Linked DNA regions of Mus musculus: region 2 is linked to region 1. The links are chromatin contacts, called in public HiChIP or PLAC-seq maps. All regions are on one chromosome and are shown on one strand. Each heading gives the region's core, a stretch centred on a gene start, on an enhancer-like site or on the middle of the called end of the contact. The rest is flanking DNA. Distances are from core to core; before and after follow the strand shown. Region 1 has its middle 15 kb from the start of Gm35242. Region 2 overlaps Ramp1 (receptor (calcitonin) activity modifying protein 1).

Region 1 (4,026 bases), core at 830-3,329:
CTCTTTTATAGCAAGCTCCGCCTCCCTGGCCTTTGCTAGGTGACTGGTGGGCGGAGCATAGGAGGAATGCCAACACTGAGTATTCGATTTTCTATTCAAATACAGAGACTTCTGTCTCCCACAGCACCAACTAATGTTCTCAGGGAGGAGTCCCTTTTCCACACCACGAGAAATCCCTCAGGTCTCTGTGTCCGGACTGTGTCTGGTAGGTCCCATCTGCCTCACAGGTGTTGTTTCTGCTACTTTTCCAGAGCCATAAAGAGCTCAGAGCCAAATGTAGCCTCCAGCAGGTGCTCACGAGAGTTTTCTTCATTTCTTCTGGAATACGCCATCTCTTTCTTCCTTTCATTTCCCCTCCCCTGATTCCTTCAGGGCTTTCTTTGTCTAGAACGTACTTCTGAAAATACCCTCCAGATCATCGCTAGAGCAAGAGAGGGATTCATTAACAAACTCAGGTGACTGATGAACGCTAATGATCTTCTCGGCGTCTCCTTAGGCCTGGGACGGTTGATACTATCAGGCATCCAGGAGACACCTCTAGACAGCTCTGTGAGGAAGTTTCCATAAAGGTCTGAGAGGGAAGGCCCACTGTGGATGTGGGCAGCACCATCCTCTGGGGCGGGGCCTGGGACTGAATAACAAGAGGTGGCCTGAGCCCCTGCATTCGCCGCACTGCCTTGGATGTGAGCGGGGTGTGACCGGCCACCTCACAATCCACGTGACTGTAGTGTGACGGGCCACCACAGGATTCTGCTGCTATGCTTTCCCATGGTGACTTAGCCATGTCCCATCTTAAACTGTGAGCCGAATAAACCACTCCTCCCTTCAGTCTCTCTCTGTGGAGTGGAGGGGCTTGTTTGGTTACAGTCATGAGAAAAGTAACTTACACGGTGGTAAAGTTAGTTTGGGGATAATTTTCAAAGAACCAGCAGCATTTGGCCTTCCTATTTACCACTGCTGTTATGAAGGAGAAGTAGTCCTCTGTCTGAGCTTGGTCTGGTCCTCTGCCTGGAGACAAAGGCTGATCCAGAAGCTGCTGGGATCCCCGTTCCTTGACAGGCCTGAGCCTGCCCAAGCTGAAATCAGAGACCAGGGTTCCTGGGACCAGAGGATGTAATGAGCCCTCCACTCTCTGCACCTTTGCGTACTTAGACTACTCTGTCCACATATCCCCAATGCACTTGCTTCCTTCTGTTCAGATATCACACACACACACACACACACACACACACACACACACACACACACACACACACCATCACTAGCAATCTCCCTTTCTCCCAGACATTTACCTGTCCAGGTGTCAAGTTACCTTTAAAAATGCCTTCTATAAGCCGGGGTTAGGAAGACACCCCACGCAAGCATGCGCCTCAGCCAGACTCAGGGACCACCCAGTAATTCCACAGACAGAAAGGAGACAGGAGGGTGCTGGGGTCTCACCAGCAGCTCATCTAGCCAGTCAGTGAGGTCCAGGGCCACTGAAAGACACAGTCTCAAAAAGTAAGGCAGAGAGTGATAGAAGACGACCTCAGTGCTAATGTCTGGTTTCCACACATGGATTAGCATGGGGTCTTACACACACACACACACACACACACCATACCATCTCCAGTGATGCTTTTCTACTTGGTCTACTCAGCAGTGCTCATGCATGAGGATCTGGTGTGGTCGTATTTTCTGTAAAGGACATGACACCCATCCTACCGAAATCTGTCAGTAGCAATGGCTCCCCAGCCTGGAGACCCACCCTCCTCTACAGTCAGGTATTCCAGGCCTCCGATGGGGGCCTCAAGGGTTAGCCAGACTCAAGATGCCTGGGCTCCCCTGATCTGCAGAGGGCAGCAGAGGTCCACAGGCAGGGCACAAGGTGCCCCACTGGGTATCCCTGGCCCCACCCTCCCTCTTCACTACCTGTCAAGAATTCCTCTGCTTTTGCTTTTGGTGGCTCCCTGCTCCCTTCCTGTCTTCTGCTGCCCAAGAAAGCACCTGAAACAAGGCCAGCCTGTTGAAGGTTGAACAAACAAGGAGCCTGTGACTCAAGGCAGGGTGAGGTGGCCTCAACATTTGGGCAGATCTGAGCCAAACCACACGGCACCTCCTTCTGGAGACCTGAGTCATGGGGGTGACTGGAAGCTGGCACTTCTCACAGATGGGAAACTGCAGAGGGACATGAGTATTCTGTGGTCTCCGTAAAGGCAAAGCAGATGTCTGACTGACGGAGTGTGTGTGTGTGTGTGTGTGTGTGTGTGTGTGTGTGTAAGCCAATGTGCATGTGTATATGAATGAATGGGGAGAATTATATGTTCATGAGAGTGCGTGTGTATGAGACTCTCTGTACATGTGTATGTGTAAGACAGCCTGTGTTAGGCACACTTGTATGAAGACACTCATGAATCCCTGTTTCCCTCACCCTATATTACCCTCCCTCAAGTGCTTGCTCTGGGAGAGGCTCTGAAACAGGCTCCTTCCATTGACACCTGATGACGTCACTTCTGCAGCCCTAGCTAGCACACTGGCCTGGTTCCACAGACCACCTTGGTTGCCTCCTCCACCCACCTCGCCCTCCTGGGTCTGGCCCTAAGGTTCCACAGAGTCTTCTTCTGTGGACCCCGCCTACTGGTTTACTTGGGCTGTCCTCTGTTACCTCAGGAGATGTTTACAAGAGTCTCAAGTTCTGCTCTCAGCTGGGCACAAGGCTCAGCACTGCCCAGGTCCTGAGGACAAATAGAACAGAGGCAGCAATGAGGGAACTGGCCACTCCTTGTTGACATTCTTGTCCTCTGTGGTGAGGTGGGGACACAGCATGTGTTAAGGGAGGTACAGAAAGCCTGACAGCCCAAGACAGATCATGGGTGTGAGCTGGAAGCCTAGCTGTGTCTGTGCTGAACTGCAGTGTATCCTCCTCTTCCTTCCCCTCCTCCCTCTCCCCATCTTCTCTCTCCTCTCCACTCTTTCCCTCTTCCTCCCTTCTCTCTCTCTTACCCTGTCCTTTTATCCTCCTCCTCCTCCTCCTCCTCCTCCTCCTCCTCCTCCTCCTCCTCCTCCTTCTTCCTCCTCCTCAAGAGCCCATGCTCCATGTTCCCACACTTTCATACCTGACCACCAAACTCAGAGGTCAGAAAGCTGGTCTTTTCCAGCTGGAACCAGCGTGGCTAGAACTCTACATTACTTCCGTTGGATTCTAGCATTCTTGATCTCCTTAATTCTAAGTAGTCTCACAAAATTTTTAAAGAGATTAAGAAAAACATACTGTATTTTGGGTGAATTTCACAGGAAGCCCTGTCTTCAGTTCTGGGTGGGGCTTGCAGGTGATCTGAAGGCACAGGAAGCAGGAATATGAGATATCCTGCCTGGCCCTCACCTGCCTGCACAACTCCTGAAGAAAGCATCCTAGATACTCTGTGAGTCCATCATGGGTGTTCCAGCAGAGCTGAGCATCTGTCCACAGCCTTCCTTCTACCTAAAGTAGTCCTCCATAACCAGGGTGACTTTGCCCTCCCAGGGACAGTCAGTAATATCTGGGGACATTGGGACTGTCCCAGTTACTGGTGCAGGGAGATCCTGTCATCAAGCAGGCAGAGATAAGGCCAATTATGCAAATGAACCACCTATACTGTAAGGGAGCAGCCTCCCACAGAGAAATGGCCAGCCCAGAATATCCATAGAGCAAGGCTTGTCTGCCTGTGGTCCACTAGCTGTAGGAGACTAAAAAAAAAATGGCAGCCTCATTTCAGAGGATCTCTTATAGTGGTCCCTGGTGGTAGCAGGGCATCCCACTCAAGGAGCCCAAGCTTGCCCTTCTCCTATGATTGGAAGGAAGGGAAGGAGGCTGAGTAGAAGGGACAGGATCTCAGCTCAGTCACAGGTCAGAGTGGCTCCTTCTGCTCCCTGGTGGGACCCTGATTGTTACTCAGCCATTTCTTCTCACAGAGCCATTCTCAATCCACAGACAGAGTCCTAGATGTTTCTAGCAAGCATCAGGGAGAGCCCGCACCTAGGATTCTGAATCCTTGGCCTTGTTGGTCA
Region 2 (3,693 bases), core at 48-2,547, 560 kb after region 1:
GATGTGGCAGGGACCGTCATCTGCTAGGACTGCCCTAGAGTCTCAGAGCCTCTGAGGACAGAGGTTCCCCTAGGAACCCCCTGTGGGTTACTGCTACCTGAGAAGTCCTGAGCCCACATCTCCAGAGCGTCTGTGGTAAGCACGCTCAGGATGGCAGCCGGCACTAGCACTCTGATGTCATCCACTCGTGATGGCTTCTCTCTGTGTGTGATGCTATGTGTGCTCAGCTGAGGCACATATAGTAGTAGAGAGAAGGAGCAGAGGAGCGATGCTGAATTCTGAAGTTATGCACAGCCGAGGGGCACGCCTGTCCTGACAGGCAGCTGAGAGAGCAGCATTGTCTCCGTCTAGGTTTCAGAGGCAGCAGTCCCCAGTGGTTACATTTGCCTGCACATAGAGTCAGCCTTTTGACTCCAAAGCTTAAAGTTTGAGGCAGTTTTACTGTTTGTTGTTGCTTGTTCTTTATGAGAGATTAGGATGTTCTTCCAATTACAAAATGAAACTACTCTCTGCCTGCGGAGCTGCCCGTGGCCCCAATCCACACTCTCCAAGGCAGGAAGGGATGAGTTTATGAGTCTAGCAGAAGAAAGATGGGGCTGAGCATAGCAAGTCTCCCCCTTGGGAGGTGGAGGGGTGATCTGAGAAGAATGGGAGGTACAAGGACCAGGTCAGGTAGGGTCAGCTCTACAGCTAGACCAGGGAGGCCCAAAGACTATCCAGGAGATTTTTGTCTTGGCAGAATGCTGGGGGTGGGGTGGGGGGAAGCATTCTCCTGGAAGTGTGGAGGGGACATGATTGGTCCTTCTGGGCCCCCAGCCTCCAAGTGCCCTTTTCTGTTGGGGACCATCTCTCCACAGAGGCAGCACAGTCTCTCCTGTGTACTAGCTCTGCAGGACAGGAGTGCATCTCCTATTCCCCTCCCTGGCCCCTTCACAGGGGACTTGGGGACACCAGATCTCTTTAGCTGATCCTTGGTGTCGACATCAGCACACACCGGGTTCTAATGCATGGCACCCAGAACCTTCCCTGAGGCACCCCCTTCTCTGCCCTAAAACTGACTCTTCCAGAACAGGAAGGAAGGCCAAGTCACTCTTGATCCTCTCCATTGCCTAGCCAGTACCTTGCACCAGTGGTGACCCCAGGTACCCTGCCTTCCTTTCCTAGCTGTGTTTCCTGGCAGTGGTGTGTGGGTATCTCAGGCATTTGGTGAAAATGTATGTGCCACTCTGCTGCGTGCCAGGGACGACTGCCCCTGTGAGTCAGAAAGGAGTGGGAGGTGAAAGCAGGGCAAATGTGGTTTTAAAAAAAAGTCTTTGCCCCCTCACCCTGAGCACCCCGGATGTGGCTGTGTCTATGTCTATGGAGGGTGTGCTGGCTTCCTGCAGCTATGGGCAGCTGGAGGAGGACAGCTTGGGGCACGGAGTTCATGAAAGGGGGAGTCATATGAGGTACAAGGCAGGTCTGGGTGCCAGGAGCCATAAAGTATAGGGGATAAATGGAGAGAGGACCCTTGACACTCACACGAGGTCTCATCCCAGCTTCTGGAGCTTGCTGTACATTTGAGGCTTCCTGACTACCACAGGAAGGCTTCCACAGGGGATCCTGGTGGGACAGAGATGGTGTTACCCTTTCCCCAGCCTCCACTGTGGCTGACATGATCCTCAAGTGTGCGCTGCTGGCTCCGAGGTCCCCAGGTGTGCTCACTGTACTCTTGTGGCCTGAGCATCCATATACTGGCTGCTTCATGAGCTCAAGTGCAGTTCAAGTACTTGCTGGGGAGTGGTGCCTTGCTGTCCTCTGTGTTTCCTAGGGCTCTAGGTTGGGCCCAGAAAACTTCCAGCAGCCCCTCCATGGCCCCTCAAGAGCAGAGGTCTCTCACTGAAGGCTGTGGATTGCCTCCCAAGAGCGATTTCCATCTGTCAGCCTTTCCCTTGGACAGGTCTCCACTCACGACGGCTACTCCTTAGCTTTTCCTAAAAGTCCCCAGGTCTCAGCTTTGTTCTCAGGACTCTAGTGTGTACCAACACCTAGCTCCTTTCCTCACCAGCCCCATCTCAGAGTTGTGGGCATCTCTGTGCCAAGCCTACCATCCTGACACAACCTCCTTCAACCTCTTCCTGAGTGGCTAGCCTCCCAGGGTATCCTACCCTATCCAGTCTCGACCTATTGATTAGTGATGCCTGTGGGGAGTCTCAGACTGGCTGGCACTAGCCTGGTGGCATGTCTGCCTGCAGTGAGAGCAAGCTCAGATTTGCAGAGCTCTGCCACCAGGCCACACGTGGTTCCACATGCTGCTGGGGACAGGGCTCTGGTGTGCTATTTGGCTTTTTATTTTTAATTAAACGTAGGGCTTCAGTTTCACTGCTTTGGCCTCACTGTCAAGATACATGCTCCAGAGTCTGTTATTACCATACAAGGATGGTCCCACGCCCAACTCACTGCCAGGGAATTCACTGTGTGCCACTTTGTGAAGTTTTGCTCGGTGCCATACCACCCTGGCTTCAGAAACACTGATTCTAGCCATGCTGGGCACCCTGTCCAGACTCAGGCAGTCCTATGCCAGCCCTTTTCCCTAGACCATGGTGGGCCAAGCACATGAGTGTGGAGATCACTTTCTAGGGGATACTCCAGTTTCTGCTGCATAGCTGGGCTTCAGCCCTCATGGATATCTCCTGTCCCCTGGGGTCCATCTGTCCTGGTCAGGCAGCTGATGGCTCTGTTCCTATGATCAGAACTCTTTCTCCTCCTGTTCTCCGCCCAACTTGAAACATCTCGCTCTCTGTGAGCTACTCAGTGCCTCTGCTGTGTCCATGGCCTCAGTATCCGGGGCTGGGCTGGCAGATGCCAGATCTGTATCCTTCCAATGGTCCACCCATTAATGTATCCTTCCTGGCAGCACTGTGGGTGACACTGGGTGGTACCCTCCAGTCCCTTTGTTCCCCACCCTCTCTGTGCTCCTCAGCTCTTCCTTACCTGCCCCACCATGACAACCTCAAAGGACAGGCCTTGCCCTTTGACTTCACTCCAAGCTTCTCTAGGGTCTTATCTCAAGCCAGCACCAGAGCTACATCTTGGGCTATGAGAGCCAGGACCAAATTCAGCTCTGGTCTGCACCACCTCTGGCACTGACACTTCAACTCTTTTCTCATGTGAGGCCTCGGTTTTCTCATCAGTAAATAGATAGTTATGATAGGGCCACCCTTCAATAGAACATGATGGAGCTAACAGTTCTGAAGAGCCCAGCTCTGGCTCCCCTGTGCTGTCTGGAGCCTACGGGCCTTGCGTCTCCAACCTCTCCAGACCGTGTTCCTGAGCCTGGGACCTGGGCTCAGTCCTTGGGTCACTCTGCCCATTGCTGCAGTGGGCTCCCTGGTCCCCAGAGCAGTGAGGAACAACTTGATATTCTCATGAGACAGGATGTTAAACAAGACTAGGCTTTCCCCTATCCCTCTTCTAAGGACCAGCAAGGCTCCCACAGTGCCCTATGCAGTACTAGATCCCTGTACTGAGCCTCTTCCAGGAATAAGGACTAAGCTGGTGAATAGAGCTGGACCCCATCAGGAGAAGATGCCCAGTGTGGTCTAGGAGAGGGATGGATGGGGGCTAAGCAGCCAGACTCTGAGCAAAGGATGTGATGACTGTACCCTTAGCTTCCTCTCACAGAGGTGAGGATGGACTTTCCACCCAAAGAGA

The links. HiChIP or PLAC-seq counts read pairs in DNA pulled down with a chosen protein or histone mark.
Region 2: a FOXA1 HiChIP or PLAC-seq map of pancreatic cancer cells shows a contact between it and region 1. The contact joins two enhancer-like sites. A contact is called at or near these places in 1 of 484 Hi-C or Micro-C datasets (the G1E-ER4 cell line) and 1 of 115 datasets of contacts at active chromatin or transcription factors (pancreatic cancer cells).

What each region holds. Positions count from the first base shown.
Region 1 is chr1:90,631,777-90,635,802 of GRCm38.p6, forward strand. No RefSeq gene overlaps it. Among named protein-coding and RNA genes, the nearest start is that of Gm35242, 15 kb to the right of the region's middle. Within about 2 kb of position 2,080, at least 38 of the 459 cell types and tissues checked have an H3K27ac peak or open chromatin away from gene starts, as enhancers often do. A contact at or near this core is called in pancreatic cancer cells, where this site is marked.
Region 2 is chr1:91,192,159-91,195,851 of GRCm38.p6, forward strand. All of the region lies in intron 1 of Ramp1 (receptor (calcitonin) activity modifying protein 1), which reads left to right. Among named protein-coding and RNA genes, the nearest start is that of Ramp1, 14 kb to the left of the region's middle. Within about 2 kb of position 1,298, at least 76 of the 459 cell types and tissues checked have an H3K27ac peak or open chromatin away from gene starts, as enhancers often do. A contact at or near this core is called in pancreatic cancer cells, where this site is marked.